Linked DNA regions of Sus scrofa: regions 2, 3, 4 and 5 are each linked to region 1. A link is a contact called in public Hi-C and HiChIP or PLAC-seq data. All regions are on one chromosome and are shown on one strand. The core of a region is the stretch at or near the end of the contact, and the rest is flanking DNA. Distances in the headings are between cores, read along the strand shown. Region 1 holds the start of MPDU1 (mannose-P-dolichol utilization defect 1). Region 2 holds the start of SLC2A4 (solute carrier family 2 (facilitated glucose transporter), member 4). Region 3 holds the start of EIF5A (eukaryotic translation initiation factor 5A-1). Region 4 holds the start of TMEM95 (transmembrane protein 95). Region 5 holds the start of CHRNB1 (acetylcholine receptor subunit beta).

What was found. Hi-C and Micro-C count contacts between places; a contact is called where the count stands out from the background. HiChIP or PLAC-seq counts read pairs in DNA pulled down with a chosen protein or histone mark.
Region 2: a contact with region 1 is called in a Hi-C map of alveolar macrophages, with 2.6 times the contacts expected there. The contact joins the promoter of SLC2A4 here to the promoter of MPDU1 in region 1. A contact is called at or near these places in 1 of 5 promoter capture datasets (fetal skeletal muscle), 14 of 47 Hi-C or Micro-C datasets (alveolar macrophages, blood, embryonic fibroblasts and 11 more) and 2 of 2 datasets of contacts at active chromatin or transcription factors (alveolar macrophages and skeletal muscle).
Region 3: a contact with region 1 is called in an H3K27ac HiChIP or PLAC-seq map of alveolar macrophages. The contact joins the promoter of EIF5A here to the promoter of MPDU1 in region 1. A contact is called at or near these places in 3 of 5 promoter capture datasets (fetal liver, fetal skeletal muscle and liver), 1 of 47 Hi-C or Micro-C datasets (heart right ventricle) and 2 of 2 datasets of contacts at active chromatin or transcription factors (alveolar macrophages and skeletal muscle).
Region 4: an H3K27ac HiChIP or PLAC-seq map of alveolar macrophages shows a contact between it and region 1. The contact joins the promoter of TMEM95 here to the promoter of MPDU1 in region 1. A contact is called at or near these places in 4 of 5 promoter capture datasets (fetal liver, fetal skeletal muscle and liver), 22 of 47 Hi-C or Micro-C datasets (alveolar macrophages, blood, embryonic fibroblasts and 11 more) and 2 of 2 datasets of contacts at active chromatin or transcription factors (alveolar macrophages and skeletal muscle).
Region 5: a contact with region 1 is called in an H3K27ac HiChIP or PLAC-seq map of skeletal muscle. The contact joins the promoter of CHRNB1 here to the promoter of MPDU1 in region 1. A contact is called at or near these places in 3 of 5 promoter capture datasets (fetal skeletal muscle, liver and skeletal muscle), 9 of 47 Hi-C or Micro-C datasets (embryonic fibroblasts, epiblast stem cells, fetal skeletal muscle and 4 more) and 2 of 2 datasets of contacts at active chromatin or transcription factors (alveolar macrophages and skeletal muscle).

What each region holds. Positions count from the first base shown.
Region 1 is chr12:52,877,003-52,880,621 of Sscrofa11.1, reverse strand. It overlaps MPDU1 (mannose-P-dolichol utilization defect 1), which reads right to left and starts at 1,698. Exons shown (of 7, transcript NM_001044619.1): 1 at 1,585-1,698. The coding sequence starts at 1,687. CD68 (CD68 molecule) reads right to left here. Exons shown (of 6, transcript NM_001291776.1): 6 at 3,366-3,619. The coding sequence ends at 3,563.
Region 2 is chr12:52,626,899-52,630,517 of Sscrofa11.1, reverse strand. SLC2A4 (solute carrier family 2 (facilitated glucose transporter), member 4) reads right to left here and starts at 1,772. Exons shown (of 11, transcript NM_001128433.1): 1 at 1,729-1,772; 2 at 310-426; 3 at 22-194. The coding sequence starts at 1,761. It also overlaps a transcript of CLDN7 not described here.
Region 3 is chr12:52,657,002-52,660,620 of Sscrofa11.1, reverse strand. It overlaps EIF5A (eukaryotic translation initiation factor 5A-1), which reads right to left and starts at 1,581. Exons shown (of 6, transcript XM_021067817.1): 1 at 1,522-1,581.
Region 4 is chr12:52,699,529-52,703,147 of Sscrofa11.1, reverse strand. TMEM95 (transmembrane protein 95) reads right to left here and starts at 2,029. Exons shown (of 5, transcript XM_021067820.1): 1 at 1,729-2,029; 2 at 1,431-1,487; 3 at 1,200-1,280; 4 at 1,080-1,100; 5 at 1-942. The coding sequence starts at 1,897. The coding sequence ends at 656. KCTD11 (BTB/POZ domain-containing protein KCTD11) reads right to left here. Exons shown (of 1, transcript XM_003358250.5): 1 at 2,183-3,619. The coding sequence ends at 3,499.
Region 5 is chr12:52,747,590-52,751,208 of Sscrofa11.1, reverse strand. CHRNB1 (acetylcholine receptor subunit beta) reads right to left here and starts at 1,776. Exons shown (of 12, transcript XR_001300014.2): 1 at 1,625-1,776; 2 at 1,400-1,539; 3 at 794-838; 4 at 184-293; 5 at 5-113. It overlaps TMEM102 (transmembrane protein 102), which reads right to left. Exons shown (of 9, transcript XM_021067827.1): 9 at 1,883-3,619. It overlaps FGF11 (fibroblast growth factor 11), which reads right to left. Exons shown (of 5, transcript XM_013981311.2): 5 at 1,878-3,619.

The DNA.
Region 1 (3,619 bases), core at 449-2,948:
CCTTGCATATGGAGGTTCCCAGGCTAGGGGTCTAATTGGAGCTGTAGCCACCGGCCTACGCCAGAATTGCAGCAACACGGGATCCGATCCACGTCCGGGACCTACACCACAGCAACGTCGGATCCTCAACCCACTGAGCGAGGCCAGGGATTGAACCTGCAACCTCATGGTTCCTAGTCTGATTCTGTGCCACCAAGGGAACTCCGGGATGACTTTTCAAAACAGCTTTTACCATTCCTTTTCTCTAAACCAATCTTCCATTCCCTGCAAATCACATCTAAACTCCATGATTTGACTTCCAAGGCCCTCCGCTGCTTCCCTGTATAGAGCTGATCAATGCTCAAGACTCTTATCCTTTAGTCCCGCCTCTGAGCAACCAGGCAATCTACTTCTCAAGTCTTTCTCCAAGAATAGGGTTTCCTCTGTATCCCTCACTCCAGAACACTTTGTCCCTGGCACCTACTCAGGGACTCAATTACCAGACATCTTCTCTTGTCTTGAAGCTCTACCCCTCAAGGTGCTTGGCCCAGTGGGAGTCAGATTCTCACTGGTCATGAATCCAGTTAAAGCATATCTGTCCCTGGAGCACAGTGGGGCACTATGAACTGACAGAGACATACTGCAAAGGCTCCCCAAAGGGTCTGACATCTTAGGTGGGCACTGGGGTGCAGATGCCTGGCAGATAGAAAGAGGAAGGCAGGCAAGTACAAAATTGGGGAATTCCCATTGTGGTGCAGCAGAAACATGTGACTGGTAACCATGGGGATGAGGCTTCGATCCCTGGCCTAGCTCAGGGGTTAAGGATCTGGTGTTGCCCTGAGCTGTGGTGTAGGTCGCAGACGTGGCTCCAATCCCCACGTTGGTAGCTGCAGCTCTGATTTGACCCCTAGCCTGGGAACTTCCATATGCTGGGGGTGCAGCCCTAAAAAAAAAAAAAAAAATTAGACCATGAGTGGAGTGACCCGCCAGGCTTAGCAATAACGAACCCAACTAGTATCCATGAGGACACGGGTTCGCTCCCTGGCCTTTCTCAGAGAGTTAAGGATACGTCTTTGCTGTGAATTATGGTGCAGGTCGTAGAAGCGGCTCGGATCCAGCGTTGCTGTGGCTCCAATTCGACCCCTAGCCGGGAACTTCCATAGGCCGAGAATGCGGCCCTAAAAAGCAAAAAAAAAAAAAAGACCATGGAAATTAGAAGGAAAGTTACTGGGATGGCAGGAGCCTTGGTGGTGCCACCAAAAGCCTGGATCATAGGCTTTGTATTAATGTAATCTTGCACCTGAAGATATAGCTATCTATTAAAGGTTGGAAAGACCAGATCAGATTTTAACTTTGTTTTGTGAAGTCTTGTCTTTCATCGTTGTCAAACTAATTAAGTATTCACACTCGGCGACTCTCTCCCTCCCCCAAATATGGCGTCTCCCCCCCTACGGAGCGCAAGACACTTCCGCCCTTCTCAGAAGTGACTTCCGCCCAGCACTGGCGTGGCGGTAGTCGCCGGTGTCAGTTAGTCCGCACTGAAGTCCCTTTTAAGGCCCGGGGGCTCTTGAACAGAACTTTGATTGGATTCCAAATGAAACTCACCGTGAAGCAAGTCCCACTGGACGAAAATTTGGTCGTAGCATTTCTCAGGTAAAAGAATCGGCACCAACACCCGTTTGAGCGGCCCATCTACCTCAGCCGCCATATTGCAAAGCTAGCTTCCGCCAGTCGCGCAGACCGCCATTGATTCGCGGTGCGCATGCGCACTCCGAGCTCTCCGCCTCCTGTCTTCTCGCGATAAGTCAGGACCTCCCCAGTTCCCCGCTATTTACGCCATCCCACCTTAGCGGAAAGTAGGTCCCATCCCAGGACCGCGTTTTCTGGACGCGCCCTCCCTGCTGCTGGAGTTTTAAAGCTTGCCAAAGCTGTACGCCTGCGCAGTTCCAGCTTTCGCATCTTTGTTTAAGCTTCCGTTTCGGCAGCAGGATTTATTCTCCTGCATTTCTCCGCTCCTCCTGCTCGGCGCCATCTTGTCTTCTTCCATCTGACTTTACAGTGCTCGAAGTTGAGGGAGAAAGAGCGTGAGTCTGCAAAGTGGCGTTGCGGGGGGGAGCGCTGTGGTTTTCTCTCTTCTTACTCGGCGTCTCCAGAGGGCGCCGAGGGCAGCGGGACGGTATGAGCCAGGCAGCCCTCCTTAGGTTCCGGGCCCATATTTCTCCCTCCTTGGGCTCTCCCAGGCTTTGACGGATGGGAGTGGCAGCAACTGCTGGGTCAGGACAGTGAAGCGGAGGAGGAGGTGGGGAAGGCGAGCCCAGTTTTGGGGGACAGCAGAGCCACCAGCCCTCCTGCGGGCCCAGCCCTGGCTGCTTCTGTGAAACAAGTGCCCCGGGGTTCTTCTCTCTGCCACCCAGCGCCGGGACACCAGCTCGAGCTCTGGTGGCTGGGCCCCTGCTGGGTGGCAGTGCCACACGCTTTGGTGACTCCCGCGCTACAGTCTGCAAGGTCCTACGGGGTGTCTGCAAGGTGGTGGTGTGGTTACTGGGCCTCTGCCACGTGCTGCCCGCAGAGGGGTGGGTCTCCAGGCTCGGGTGGCTGTTTTCTTGCAAGGCTTTTACGACTGGAGAGGCCCTATTCTGGCCCCTGGGATTGCTCTTGGCCGACTGTAAAGGGGGGCGTGGCACTCATTGGTGGTGCAAGCTGTGGCGGTCGGGGCGGGGGGGTGTCTCTTTTTAGAAAATGGACGCAGGCTGCCCTGGGGGTGCCACGCACCACCCCTAGGTGCACCTCCACTGAGGACTTCAGGGTTGGCTTTGCAGGTTGCCCAGGCCGGAGGCATGTTGTTCCCAGGAGCATAGAGTCACTGTATGTGGAGGTCAGGGTGCCTGTTGCTCCCATGGTTGATGAAAACCCTTTACAGGTGAGACAAGAGCATCTCAGGTGTAGCAAGGGTTTATTCCGGGCTTCCCTAGCCTGTTACGAAGCCACCGGTGCAGCCTTTTGAAAGGAAATGAACCCAGCTGTGACCTTTCCCTCCTCACTCATTGCTGTTGTTGCCTGCTTCACCTTAATTGCATGTGATGAGGGTCGGGAAGAAGGCTGCTGGGCTGGGTGGCTCCACTGGATTGGAGGAGAGGGAACTGGTATAGCCAGGGGCCAGCCCCAGAAGAAAAGGAAGAAGGGAGCCAAGGCAGGTTTGACACTAGCTGTGCCAGGCTTTGGGGGGTGGACCCAGGAAGTCACTGGGTTACACGGTGGCATTTTCATCCCTCCTCACCAGTTGTTTCTGGCTCCCTGAGATCCAAGCATGGAAGGCACAGAAAGGCATGAGCCCAGAAACTCATGGCTTTTCATTCTGGCAGGAAGGACAAGGAAAACCAAGCATAGAGATTTGAGCAGGTTTACTATTCTCTCTCTGGAAGTAGGGGAAGGGAAATCAATCATATTTAATAAACATCTCTCCCGATTGCATTATCTCTACTTTTGTTCATCAAGACAGAGAAAGAAGAAACTTTGTCTTAGAGTCAGTTGAGTGGGGAGAAATAAGGGCACCCTCTGGTGCCCTGGGTGTTGGAACAGATGCTCACAGAGGCTGGTAGGCGGGTGGGCGTCTCCGGATGATGCAGAAGGTAACAAGCAC
Region 2 (3,619 bases), core at 523-3,022, 250 kb after region 1:
CCTTGCCCTCCAGTCCAATACCTTCCCAGCCACTGAGAGATGATGCCAAGCAGGAAGGAAGAGAACATGCCACCCACAGAGAAGATGGCCACGGAGAGAGCCCAGAGGGTGGTGAGGGTGCCTGGTGGGATGGAGCCGGGTCCATTGGGCCCTTGCCTGCCCAGCCACGTCTCATTGTAGCTCTGTTCAATCACCTGGGGGCGGGGGGGGGAGCACAGGAGTGATGCCTGCAGACTTGTCCCTCTCTGCTCACCCCCTTCCTCCCCCGCCTTGTCTGGGAACCCCACTCTGCCAGCTGTGGCCCCTCACCTTCTGGGGGGCATTGATGACCCCAATGTTGTAGCCAAACTGCAGGGAGCCGAGCACAGCGGAGAAGACGGCGAGGACAAGGGTCCCAGTGACTCGCTGCTGAGGGGGCTCCCCATCCTGGGCAGGTGGAAGCAGAGAGGGGACATGTCACGTGGAATTGTGGTTTCTTTCCTTCCCTCTGAGGCCTGGGCCCAGCAGGAGCCTTAAGGTGCTGGGTTCCATCCAGCTCGTTGGGTGAGGAAAGTGGACCTTATTAGGAATCCCTTGAAGATCTCAATGTAAACAAGAGCGGGAAGAACCTGCGGGCAGCTGGGCTTGGGGGGGGGGGACCGATGTTTGAGTCCAGCAGGCAGAGAAATGTTTGAGGACCTGGGTCTCACAATTCCTCTGTGACCTTGGGACAGCCTTGGTCTTACAAGACCTGAGTTCAGATTTTGTGTGACCTTGGGTAAGTCACTTCCCCTCTCTGAACTGTGGAGAACTGGGGAGATACGGATGATGTTGCCTGCTTTGTCTATGTGTCAGTGAAAGTGTGAAAATCAAAATTGAATGTTAATTGTGTCCCCAACTGTACTGGCTTTATAAAGTGACAAGTGCATTATCATCAGCAGCCTCTGTCCTCTTCCCTCCTCCCTGGGGGTTCTGGCAGCCGGCTCCTGGAAGCCCCCAACAGGTTCAAGAAGGGCAGTTCCTAAAAGGACATCGCGGTCATTCCTCCCAGCCTTGTGGCCGTCTCTGTCTCCGCCCCAGCCTCCCTTCCCCCTCTAAGCTGCGACAAAGGGCAGGGGGCCATGGCGGCTCTCGCCTGGGAGAGACTTGCCCAGGGGATGGGGGCGGGAAGGTGGTGTGAGGGGCGGTGGTGGTGGTGGTGGTGGTGGCTGATCGCTGGCGGCACAGACTGTCTCCAAAGGGAAACCTGAGCTGGAGGAGGGAGGGCCGACACTCCCCTCTACCCCTCCACCAACCGCGGGGCCGAGGGAAAGTTCAGCGTCCAGGAGGACTGCCAAGTGTGGGGGTGGGGGCCAACGGAGAAGCCTCTGGTCCTCGAAAAACTGCGGTCGAGCCGGGACAAACGGACAGCTCCTGGAGGGCAAGACCCGCCGGGGTCTGCTTGCTCAAGCTGGATTGAATGCAGGGTGTCCCCGATCCCCGCGCAGCGCGAGGAGGGGCGAACCCTGGGACGCGCGGAATGCAGCTGTAGTCCTTGCCCCGGAAAGTTCCCCCAGACCCACTCTGCCTCCACGAGGGACTGGAATTCGACAGTCACGGGTTGTCAAGCCCCGGGTATAAATAGCCAGTCCCCCACCCCACCCCCTGCACCTGCGCAAGGACCGCCCCCTCGCTGACCCCAACTGCGACCCCAGCCCGAGAAAAAGCGGGACCCGTGTCCCCATCCCGCCCCTGAATGTTAAGCCCTACTTCGGAGCCGATCTGTTGGAAGCCCGACGGCATCTTGTCTTAGGAGCTGGAGGCGCAGGAGCTGCCGGAGACCGGAGAGAGGCGACTGGGGGTCTGTGGCCCCAGCCTGGCGGGCAGAAGGACACAGGGGCGACGGGGGTCCCGAAGCGCAGTACGGAGGGCGGGCCGGGTCGGACCCACAGCCACAAGCCGAGGAGCCAGAGTGTAGCTCCCAGGGATCTGGTGGAGCCTGGCTTGGGGGGAAAAGACCCGAGGAGCAGCCCCCGCAGCCCCCAGGGCCACGCCTTTCACAGCACCCATTGGCCAGGAGCCCGCACACCCCAGAAGGCCACGCCCCTCCCTGAGCTCGGGCTGGGAATTTGGCACCAGCCGTCGGGTTGGCCGGCGAGGCCACGCCCCTTAGCGTGCCCGGCGAGACACGCCCCTCGGTTCCCGCCAGCTTTCCGCCGGGAAGTGTTTGAGAAAAGGGTCCTGGGAGACCTGGCGGCTCCGTCGCCTTAAGTGCGAAGACTCCGCCCACTTGCCAAGCTTGGGGGCCGGAGAAGCGACTTCAAAGCCCTGCGCGTTGGCTCGGAACCGCGGGGTCTGAGAGGAGATGGGCCAGGTACACTTGCCCGGTTGAGACCGCGGGCGGCCCGAGACAGCGCGAGGCGGCGCGCGGGGTGGGTGCGGGCCAATGGCCTAGAGTAACCCACGGCGGTTATTTTTAGCTCCTACGTTGGGAGACGCCAAATGTCAGGTCCCCGGTGTCCTGGCCTGTCCCGGGCGGGGTGGTGGTGGCAGGGAGATGGAGCCTTAAAGGGTCCGCGACACGCTCCCCACGCGGTGATGGCCCCGGGGACAGGAAATTCCGTTCCTAGCGGGTCGGGTGTCTGGACTTGGTGGTCCTCTTTCCGTACATCCCTGCTCCGGGCTCTGCCTATCTGGTCCTTCCCCTACACCCGTGGCCCACGTTGGTTACTGGAAGCGGCCCAAGGGACAGGTGGTCACACCAACCACGTCACCAGTCCTGAGGCCCCTGAGTTGCCAAGAATGTGCTAGCCGCGTGGACGACTTGGGACACGCTCCCTGGAGGCCGCTCTGGGTTTGAATCCCCAGCTAAATCCTGCCCAGGGAGGAGGGCACGACCTAGAGTTGGCATGTCCCGAGAGCAGCAGAACACTGGGTAGGGGAGCGCACGCGGCTGGGAAAACGGGCCTCGGAAGCGCGGTGCTGTAGTGCCATCTGGAGGGAGAGCGCGGATCCGCAGCGGATCGGGCCGAGGTGGTCTCCGAGCCACTCTCCCAGACCTTCTCCCACTCCAAGGTGCCCCTCAGGCCCATCCCAGACCTCCTTCTGGAGCTCTAGATCTGAGTATTCGGTTACCGCCTGGGTGGGCAGCTCACGTGATGAGCGTGTCCAGACCAGCTCCTCCTGCTAACTTCCTCATCTCAGTGAATGGCCCTAAGAGCCACCCTTGTCACTCCCATCAGGTCCGGCTTGATTCCTCCTCTCCTGTACCGACCCCCACCCCCCATCCAGTTCATTCCCAGCACTGATGTTTTGAGTTCCTCGGCTTTCACATTCATCTGATTTTCTCCACCTGTACTGTTGCCACTTTGGTCCAGACCGCCGTCCCGCCAACTCATCTTCCTGCTCCTCTTCTTGTCTTACAGGGAAGGCAGAGTCCCATACAAAAGTTCAGCCTCCTCAGTCCTGCCCTACAAGTCTTTGTTGCCCACTGTCAAGTTCAAACCCCTTTTCAGAGTGAACAAAACCTGCTGCCTTTCCTCTCCTGTCTCTTCCTCACCTTCTATCCCCGCCACTCAAGTTTTCATCAGTTCCTAACTACTTCTTGTACCCAGAACACACTGTGCTCTTTGACTGCTTGGTGCCTTCGCCATCCTAATCC
Region 3 (3,619 bases), core at 332-2,831, 220 kb after region 1:
GGGTCCCCGCGCTGCCATGCGGCCCCCGTCCACGTTCGGCCATGCGGCCTCCGACCCCGAGGGCAGGCTGCCGTGGGGGCACTTCCGGTGCTGCGGGCGCCCCCTCCTCAAAGGCCGCGCCAGGCCGGAGCCACGCCGCCTCCCCTCCCCTCGCTGGCCGCCAACCCCCCCACATGCCCTCTCACCGAATAGCCCCCTCCCCCACCTCACGTGGCCGCGCGGCTCCCGGTTCTAAACGGCCCAGGTACCCTTGCCCCGGCGGGCCGATCTGGTCCCCGGCCCTCGTCCCAGCGTGGCCGCCCGGCGGCCTCTCCCGCGTGGCGGCCTCGCGGCTCGCCGTCCCCCGCCCTGCGTCGCTCCAACGTCACCCGGCCAGCCCCAACCGTCACCCCGCGCGCCAACCGGGGCGCGCGCCCGAGCCTCTCCGCACCTCGCGCTGCTGCCCGACCGAACCCCGTGCGGCGGTGGCCGCCGCTCCCCTCTGCCCCCTCCCCGACACTCGCGCAGTTCCATCTCTACTCCCAGGCCCAAACCAAGGTTCCGCGCACGCGCGCCCTGCTCGCTCTCACCTCGCGCGAACGCACTGACTCGACCCCGTCCGCTCGCCGCGAGCCCAACCGCTGCCTCCGAGCCCGCTGCCGCCGCCGCCGCCGCCGCCGCCTCTACCGCCGCCGCCGCTGCTGCTGCACACGGGTCTTAGTACGCAGGCGCCGACTCCCCACTGACCAACCAAGCAGCCCTGTGACAGCCGCGCAAGCGTGCTACCTATCTCCTCCGCCCTCCACCCCCGCACTGCGCAAGCGCACAGACCCTCCCCGATCTCCACCCTCCCTCCTACCTACCCATCCAATGACGCGCATACGTGACCCCGCCCCTCACAAATCCTGAGCTCGTCCCACCGGTAGACAACGCGCAGGCGCACCCGGTTTTTTAAGCCCTTCCACCTCCTCTCCCCTCCCCGGGTTAGACCACCAGCTCTACCGGACAGTCCTTGCGCTTGCGCAGTAAGGAGCCCCGCACTCCACACCCTCTGAAGGAAACGCCTCGGCCTCAAAGCGCATGCGTGTTGGGAATCCTGACCGCCCCTTCCACCTCAGACGTCGTCTGTACGCCAGGCGTTGAAAAGACCACGCCACTGTATTGCTGGTTCTGTCTAGAACGCATGCGTCTTAGGAAACGCCCCACTTCGGCTTTAGCTGGTCTTAAAAGACTCACACGTTTCAGAAAACTTGTGCTGTGGGGTGGGCCCCTTGTCTCTGAGCCCATCCCCCACGGTTCCGCACATGCGCGGCAGAGCCCTTTCGATTCCAGCCGCCCTAGCGCGCTAGTGCTGGTCGGGTTACCACCCTTCTCAGCTTCACTTCTCTAAACTGCGCTTCTGCTCTGCCATAGAGTTTCGCGCGGGAAGATAGAGCGGTCCTGCCCTCAGCCACCATCTTGTTTAAAACCCTGGTCCGTGTTGGTCCCAGTAGTTTCCACAGAGGCCTTTCTACTTCTGATTCCTAAGATGTAGAGACTTACACGGTATTTCTCTTTTTCCTCCACCTAGTCTCCGCCGTCTCCAGAGCAGTCGTCTACAAGCAAACCTAGAAAAAGTTCACTGTAATGAAGAGTGGGGTATCAGATTTCACTGACGTTCTTTAAGTCCTAGGAGGTGTCCGCGAAGCCAGAAACATGCTCTCCCTCGGAATGAGTTTACCTGGCCCTCGTTCTAGGGAAAAAAGCTGCTGCTTTTCCTGAAAGGTTATAATCTTACCTCTCCAGTTCCAGGATTTTCAGCACTACCTGTATGCCTTCATTGCTTCAGTAAGCTAAGTGGACAACAGAATTGTGTAACAAGACAAGCAACTAAGCTGGGCTTGGAATCTGGTTGTTTTGTTTGAGATGTGACCTGCTAGATGGAAACTGCAAACACTCGTTTGAATGAATACATTTATGTAGCATATAATATCATCACCCCCAGCTCTTCCTACTCAGTTTTCTGTGTTTTATGGCATTTGCTTTGAGAGAGAGAAAACAACAACAACAGTCTTCCTGAGAGTATTGTTTAAAAGTCCAATTTCTGCTCTTGTCAAAGATGTATTACATGACCCAACAATTCCAGTCCTAGGTATCTACCTCCCTCCAAAATTAAAAACAGGTATTCACATCCTTGCACGCTAATGTTTACAGCCGCACTATTCATGGTGGTCAAAACGTGGAAACAAAGGGGTTCATTCCCATTGTGGCTCGGCCGGTTAAGAACCTACTAGTATCCGCGAGAGAATGCAGGTTGGATCCCTGGCTTCACACAGTGGGTTAAGGATCCTGCATTGCTGCAAGCCACAGTGTAGGTGGTAGATGTGACTGTGATCCCATGTTGGTGTGGCTGTGGTGTAGGCTGGCAGCTGCAGCTCCCATCGGACCCCTAGCCTGGGAATTTCGATATGCCAGGAGTGGCCCTAAAAAAAATTGTGTTTTTTTTAAATTAATTAATTTTTTTGTCAAAAACTTTTTAAAGGTGGAAACAACCCAAACATCCGTCAACAGATGAATGAGTAAATTGTGGCATGTGTGTGTAATGGACTATGAATCGCCAAAAGGAATGAAGTGTTAATGCATGCTCCAGCTCGATGAACTTTGAAAACATTTTGCTAAGAAGCCAAAAAAGGTCACATGCTTTATGCTTTCATTGATAAGAGATATTCAGAGTAGGTAAGTACATAGAAACAAAAAGCAGACTGGGGGCTTCTCTTGCGATAAAGTGAGTTAAAGATGCGGCACCGTCCCTGTAGGGACTCAGGTCGCTGCTGTGGCGTGAGTTGGATCCTTGGCCAGGGAACTTCCACATGCCGCGGATGCAGCCAAAAAGGGAAAAAAAAAAAAAAAAAATAGCAGATTGGTGGTCACCAGATGTTGGAGATAAGGGGAATGGGAAGTAACTGTTCAGAGGTCATGGGGTTTTATTTTAGAGTCATGAAATGTTTTGGAATTAAACGTGGTGGTTGCACAACGTGTGAATGCACTAAATACCACTGAATCGTTTATTTAAAAATGGTTTTATGTTATGTGAATTTCATCTCCGTTTATAAATTCTTGCACACACATGTTCAAAGCAGCATTATTCATAAGCAGCAACAAGTATAAACTACTTAAATGTCCATCAGCTGATGAAGGGATAAATAAAATATGGTACATCCATGCAATGAAATATTATTCCACACTAAAAAGGAATGAAGTATTGGGTACACGCTGCAACATGGGTGAACATCAGTCACAGAGTTCCCTGGTGACCTAGCAGTTGGCACACGTTGCCGCTGCTGTCGCTTGGGAACTTTTGCATGCTGGGGGCGCTGCCAAACCAAACCAAACCAAACAAACAAAGACTTAGAGAATAACTTCAATAAAACTTCAAAAAAATACAAGATGACAGTCGCAAAAGACCACATAGTGTATTATATCATTTACATGACATGTCCAGAAGAGGCAAGTATCGAGACAGAAAGTAGATGGTCGTTGCCTAGGACTCAGGGCTTAGGGGGAAATGAAGAGATGGAGAGAGGCCGCCAGTGGCTATGGGGCAAGGGGCAGAGGGTGTCTTTTGGGATGAGGAAAATGTTCTAAAATTGGCAATTCCCAG
Region 4 (3,619 bases), core at 780-3,279, 180 kb after region 1:
GGCCTCCGTGGGAGGCCAAGGCTTCACAATGTTAAATGGCAGGGTAGCATGCCAGCAGGCTGACTGATGTGGTCTCACGCTAGGGGAAGGGAGTTTTCCAGAACACTCATTCCCGGATTCCCAATCAGTCACAGGAGGGCCAAGAGAAGCTTCTGGGGCAGACAGCCCCCGCTTTCCGGGAACGGGCAGAAGGGGGTGTGGGAGTGGTGGTGTGCACGGAGGGGATTCTTTCCTTCTGTAGATATTTTCCTGGCACGGGCACTGCCCCTGTGCGATTGGTTGAGGGCTGGAGGCGAGGCACTCTCCAGCTGTGGGTGCCTGGGTCCCTGGAGGCCATCTGAAGCTGGGATCTTGGGAACGTCCGGGTATCAGGGTCTGGAAGACTGAACCGCTGGGGCTGGAACTAAGGGGCTAGATGTTTCTTCCCCACGAGACAAGTGGACTCTGTGGGCACATGTGCCTTAGAACCAGAGGCTAGGGTCTGTCCTCGTCTTCACAGCTCACTTTTTGCTTGGAAGTGTCTGTACCTGAGAGATGAGAGTGTGGGAGCCCTGGGAAGGGAAGGGGAGGGCCGGGGGCGGGGAGGAAGGATGGGGGGGGAGCAAAAGGGATGGGTTGGAGGCGATGAGGCTCTTTCTGACCCTTATCCCCCAACTCACTCCACTGAGAGGCTCAGAAACCCCAGAAGCAGGACGGTTCCCGAGACAGAGAGGAGCAGAATCCTGGCTTCCCAAAGATCGTGACTTCCTGCAGGGAACCCGGGAGGCAGTGCATGATCCTGGGGACCACATGCATTGAAGCTGGGGGAGCCCAAGAGCTCAGAGATCAGGGTGGGGTGCTGCCAGGGGTGGGAGTAAGGACCTGGGAAGCAGCGCTTTCGGGGCCAGCAGTGCACCTCGAAGCCCTCGCAAGTGGAGCAGTTGTACAGGGTGGTGCTGCCCCCTGCAGGAGACAGCGGGACCAGCGCTGGGTGGGGAGGCCTGGGCTCCACCCTTCCAGAGTCCCACACTTCCTCCCTCCTTTGGGGCCCCCCCGCCGCAGGCCCCTTGCCGGAGCTACCCCTTCCCCTTCCTACTCACGACAGGCGGGAGCGCAGAGAGCTGAAATGAGAGGCAAGGAGAGTGGGGGTCGATAAACTCAGCCACACACTCCTTTGCCCGGGTTCCTAGGCACCCCTCGATCCCTCCCTGCATCTGTACCTTCCCTGTTGTACTCCGGAAGCTTGGTCTTTTGAAGCCACCGCCAATATGCAGGGAGTGGGGAGAGAGACCCTTTGATCTCTGGGGAGGCAGGGAGCAGCTATAGTGCCCAGGGCCTCCGCAGGAGCGGTTCCCCCAGCGTCTCCCCATCACAGTCTCCACCTGCCTCCCCAGCCCCCTCCTCCGGGGCCAATCCAGGTCCCTAGGTTGAGCCTTCTCCCTTGACCTCACCCACAACCCTCAGGACTCTGTGGGTCTTCTCCGTGACTTTGTTCATGGACGTGTCATCTGTGGAGATGAGAGGGACGGGGGATTCGCTCAGCAGCCCAGAAGAAACTTCTGGGGCCCTTCCTGACTTTTTCCCAGAGTCCCAGGAAGCTCTCCCAGGGGGAGTGGCCAGTGCGTCCAGAAAAGGCTGTGGACGGAGGAGGAGGTAGCTGTGGCACAGCTGGGAAGCCAGCTGGGTGCTGCCCCCCTTGGGGCACAGGGGTGACTATTGCTGGACCCGTCCCTGGATGTCTGATCTTACCTAAGGCAAAGGCCGGAAAGTTCCAGGAAGCCTCACAGTCCTTCCACTGGGCCTCCATCTGGCTGCAAAGCTGATGCAGGCGGCCGGACAAGCCGTGATCTGGGAGGCGGCAGAAGATGCAGGCCTCGGCAGCCGCCAGGAAAATCCCACCCAGTACCAGCATCCACATGGGGCCCAAGGAGGAGAACCGGAGGGGTGCTGGCCTCACCTAGGCTGGGAAGGCCTTGGAATGCTCTGTGACCCTGGTTACAGCCCTTTGCCTGGAGGTTCTAGAGTGTTCCGGGACAGTTGGAAGTTCTGGAGCATCCCAGAACAATGCCACTGCTCCATCCCTGGCGGGGGTAAACCTGGGGCCCAAGGAACTGGGCACCAGAAGATACCTCTAGTAGGAGATGGGCAGAGAAAGCAGGGCTTCTGCTGTACCCCCAACCTGGCCCTCAGCAGCCTTTACAAGTTCGCGGTTCTAAAAGCAATTTTATTTGTCTTCTTGTAAATCGTGACCAGTGATAAATAGCAAGCGACTCCCCCAGTGAAGAAGTCGTTTGTGAGTATCCCATCCCCCAGGGACCCAGAAATCCCATCCTTTTCCATAGCCTCCCCCACTCTCTCAAACTCCTCTGTTCATCTCTCTGCCCTGGACAGCCTTGGGCCTTCCCCAGCTATCTCCTAGCAACAGGCTCATGGTTGCCCTAGCAACCGAGAGTTCTATACAGGGCTCCAAGGCCCGGCTGAGCCCCAGTGACTTCTCTCACTTCTCAGCAGCAGAGCCTAGTGACTCAAGGCCCGGCAGGCTCCTCCTGCCGACGTGGTGATGTGAGACACATGTGTGCACGCACACCTGTGATTAAACTAATTCTCAGTCTGCTTCCACCCATGGTGCTGGCACACCTGGTGCCAGAACAGTTGCCAGGCAACCCCGAACAAGCCTGCACATGAAGAGCCCGCAGAAAGACCAGCACACAGACACCATCTCCAGCAACACAGATGGGAGCCAGGAGGTGAGGGCCCCACACATCATCTGACCCACTGGCTGGCAGGCACGTACACATGCCTGAAGCGAAGGAAGACAGGCCAGGACCCAAGAACGTGCTCCCGCCTCCCCCCTGGGCAGCCCCACCATCAATATGGGGTCTTTTAAGATGGGAAGGATGCTCCAGCCCCACAGTTAATGGGGATTCTCCTAGCTCCCTTGTGGCCACCTAGGGTGGGGCGTAGCCTTTCTGTCTCCCTCAGTGGTGGCTTGGGACATGGCAAAGGATCTCCCTTCCCGTGTGTCGGAGTGTCCTGGCCTCTCCTTGGTCAGGCCAGGCCAGGCCAGGCCACCAGCTCCAGGAGAAGTCACAGTCTAGGAGACCACATTAAAGCAATCCAAAGACCCTCTTTCCCCAAACCCTGAGGGTCCCTCCACAGGTCTGATAAGCCCAGCCCTGCAAGAGAAGTGTCTCCACCTTTCCAGACCCTGAATACCGAGCTCCAAGCAAGGAAACACTGGAGGTCCCCAGGCTCAGAGGAGAAACAGCCAAGGGAAGCTTCCCTACCCCTCCCAGGATTAGCATCAGTCCAGACCCTCTGGTCTTGTGGGCTCTGGTTTGGGGATTGCTGCCCATATCTGGGCTCCAGTCAGGTGCAGTGGGACTCCTGACTCTCACAGCTCCCCAAGCAGAGCCAGGAAGAGGCCTCAGGAGAGCCTTCATCCCTTTTGGCACCCCCTTCTTTTTCCCCTTCCCCCCCGCCCCGGTCAAACGGAGGGCAGCGTTCCCAGTTCAGTTCTTAGTGCCGAACGAAGCGCAGAGATCGGGAGTTGAGCAGATCTTCGGGGTCAGGGAAGACGGAGTCGAGACGGAAGCCGTGCTCCAGGGCCACCCGCAGCACCTCCTCCAGGAAGCTCGGG
Region 5 (3,619 bases), core at 527-3,026, 130 kb after region 1:
AGACCTGGATGCTGCAGCTGCTTCGATAGATGCCCGGGGGCCGCCAGCGCACGGAGCCGTCGGAGGACACCACGACGTTGATGTCCAGAGCCACGTCAAAATTTCCGTCATTGCTGCAAGGAAAGAATCTTCACATCTGAAACCTGGCCCTGCCGGGCCTCCCAGACTTGGGAAACGTCTTACTTGTTGAGGAGCACCACGTCTGGTAGCCACACGGAGCCAGCGGTGATGCGGAGTGAATCGATGCCCTCGTGCTCCGCAGGGTCCCAGCTCAGCCTGTAGTCAGTCCACTCCTAAGGAAGCAGAGGCTGAGGGGCTGTCTGGGGCTGGAGGCTGGGGGGAGCCTTGGAATGTGCGAAGGACGCCCGAGAAGGGAGGGCCAGGGAGGGGAGCAGCGCAGGCATGGTTCTACAGGCCCGGGGCTCTGATGCTGGCTCCACCTGCACTCTTTGGGACCCTGTCTGTTGCTTTTCCCTTCCCTCTCATTGGGCCCCAATTTTTCATTCTGTAAATGTGATGGAGTTGCCCTGGCTCGCCTCCAACACAGTGGTTTTCAAACTGCATTAGCGGCCCTTGAATGGGTTGGGAGTAAAAGGACCCCAAAGCAGGGTTAAAAAATAAAATAATGAAAAAATGCATGGAGTGCACCGCCCGTCATACAAATAGGTATTGTTTCCTGAAACTTCATTTTCAGGTATAAATGTGATGCAAAAAATGTTCTCACTGGCGGGGAGATTCGAGGAAATTGTAAAGGCAGCAGGACACCCTCTCCCACCCTACGGGATGTCCGTACCAAATCTAAGTAGACCTTCGTGCTCATCTCCTCATCCTTCTCGTTCTAGAAGGGAAAAGTTTAAAGGGTAGATGTGATGTATTTGCAGAGAAATAAGGGGCTCAGTGGGTCAAACTCCCCCTGGAAACTCCCTCTTTTTCTGAATCCCACCCTCTTGGGTCCAAGGCCCGCCTCCCATAAGCTGTGTTAGTTTAGGCCCCGCCTCTATCTCGCGGACTTCCTGTGGTCCTACCGCCAGCCAGTTCACCTACCAGTTCTCACACCCGCCGGCCTGAGTCTCCCCCCGCTGTTGTTTATGGACCCTGTCCGGCACAAGCTCCGCCCCAGCCTGTGACCCCGCCTCAAGGTCCGCCCTCTGGCCCGTCCCTCGGCCCGAGCTCCGGGATCACCACCCTACCGGCTCTACCCCGACCCTTCCTGCAGCCACGCCCACAGCTTGTCCATTGGTCCGATTTCAACCCAATCGCCGCTAAGGGCCAGTCCGTCTCCCAGCCTGGCCTCGCCCCAGGCCCCGCCCCCAGCCATCCTTGGATTCCCACCCCGCCTAAAGCCACGCCCCCCAGCCGGCCAGTGGGCCAGACCTCAACTCCCCGCGTGCGCCCTCACCAGGCTGATGAGTTGCGCCAGGCTGAGACCAATGCTGACCCCGACGCGGTCTCCCACCTCCCGCGCCGGGCGCACGGAGCTATCATAGCCCGAGAAAAGTTTCTCGCGGAGTCGGCCCTCCGCCTCCGAGCCGAGGGCTCCTGGAGGAGGAGAGCACGAAGTGAGGCCTTGGTACCGGGCCACGACCTCTGGCCCTGTCACTGCCCCTCTGAGGCCCAGACTTACCCGGGGCAAGCGGCGCCCCCACCGCCCCCAGCAGCAGCACCAGAAGCGCCCCTGGGGTCATAGCCAGCCCGCCTTACTCAGTGAGTTCGCTGGATGAGCCGCTGAGACAACCAGTGCAGGGGAAGTGACGAGGCGCCCAGGAATGTGCACCTGTTATTGGGGGGGCAGCCGCCAGCCCACCCGCCCCGCCCCTGGGACTTGATCTCTCCCGAGCAACTGCCAATGCCTGCCACCTACAGATGACAGACAACACTTCAGTTGTATAAATCGTCTTTAATCTTTAATTGAGAAAGCATGGAGTGGAGACCCGGTCCCTGGGGAGCAGAGCCAGGAGATGGGTGGAGCCTGAGCGGGGTTCTGTGTGGGTGAGGGGAGCATCCACCCCTCTTGCAACAAGCCAGAAGTAGAAAGAGCCTGAGGAAAAGTGACCTGCCTCTGAGCCCCAGGCCCTCCCTTTAGCGCCCCCTCAGTCTTCCTTGCCCAGGTCTGAAGTTACTCAGAGCCTCCCTCCTAGTTCTCTGCTGACCTCTGATCTTTTTCAGGCCTGCCCTTAGGTCTCCATATTTTTCAGAAAAATCTAGTCAGGCCCTTTCTGGGTACCCAAAACCCAGCTGAGATTATAGGCTGTAAAATAAAGCAAGTTCTACTCAGAAGAAGCTCTGGGATGTATGAGGTCTAGAGAAGAGGCCCTCACCCTCCCTCCGTGGCCTGACCTGTAGGGGCAAGGGATGGGACTTATTGCTGAACTGGTATCACTTCATTGCTGTGGCAAAGGGGGGTGTGGCTATGTTCCATCTGTCTTTTTTTTTTTTTTTTTTTTTTTTTGGCTGTACCCGCGGCATATGGAAGTTCCCGGCCTAGGGGTTGAATTGGAGCTGCAGCTGCCAGCCTACGCCACAGCCACAGCAATTCAGGATCCAAGCTGCATCTGTGACCTACACTGCAGCTTGCAGCAATGCCGGATCCTCAACCCACTGAGTGAGGCCAGGGATCAAACCTGAATCCTCATGGATACTAGGCGGGTTCTTAGGCTCTGAGCCACAACGGGAACTCCTCTCATTTGTTTTTTGGTTGTTTTTTTTTTTTTTTTTTTTTGTCTTTTGTCTTTTGAGGGCTGCGCCCACGGCACATGGAGGTTCCCAGGCTAGGGGTCGAATCGGAGCTGTAGCTGCCGGCCTACACCAGAGCCACAGCAACGCAGGATCCGTGTGCCGTGTCTACGACCCACACCACAGCTCAGGGCAATGCCGGATCCTTAACCCACTGAGCAAGGCCAGGGATCGAACCCCCAACCTCATGGTTACTAGTTGGGTTCGTTAACCACTGGGCCACAACGGGAACTCCTCATTTGTCTTTTTTATTCTAGACCAGTTACCCTAAAGACCTCAGCTTTAAAAGGGACCTGGAAGGAATTCCTGCTGAGGTAGCTAAGTGTTCACATCCCCATAACCCAGGCACAGGTCCAATCATGCATGGTTCTGGCCCCTTCCCCATCCTAGCTTCCCTACTATGAGCCAGGGATCCTTCCAAAACTCCTCTGCCCTTCCTCAGACTCTGTCTCCCTGGCAGGACCCCAGCTGAGTTGCAGGAGCTAAAAACTGCATGTAAAAATAAGGTTAGCATTCTAGAGGAAGAAGATTTTTAAAAAATTATCTAGGAAAAACAAGAAATGGTTCTTGATTTATCCAGAACTTCGTTCTTTGTGAATCATAGCTGGGTCCTTTCCAGAGCTCATCCTTAACAGGCATCACTAGAGAAGGGGAGAGGGTGGGCCTAGAACTTATTTTAAAGCAATAACATGGCTATAGAGGCCTCAGTTCCATCACAGCGGGAAGGGCTGAGAGTCGTGGTCTATGTCCTAGAGCTGAGATTCAGAAGGAAGTATGGCTCCATATGTGTCTAGAACACATGCTCTGGAATTGGGTGTCTCTGGGATAAGAAAGTTAAACCTATGGTGATCTGAGACTGGTCCCAGTGCAGGCCAAGGCCAACAGC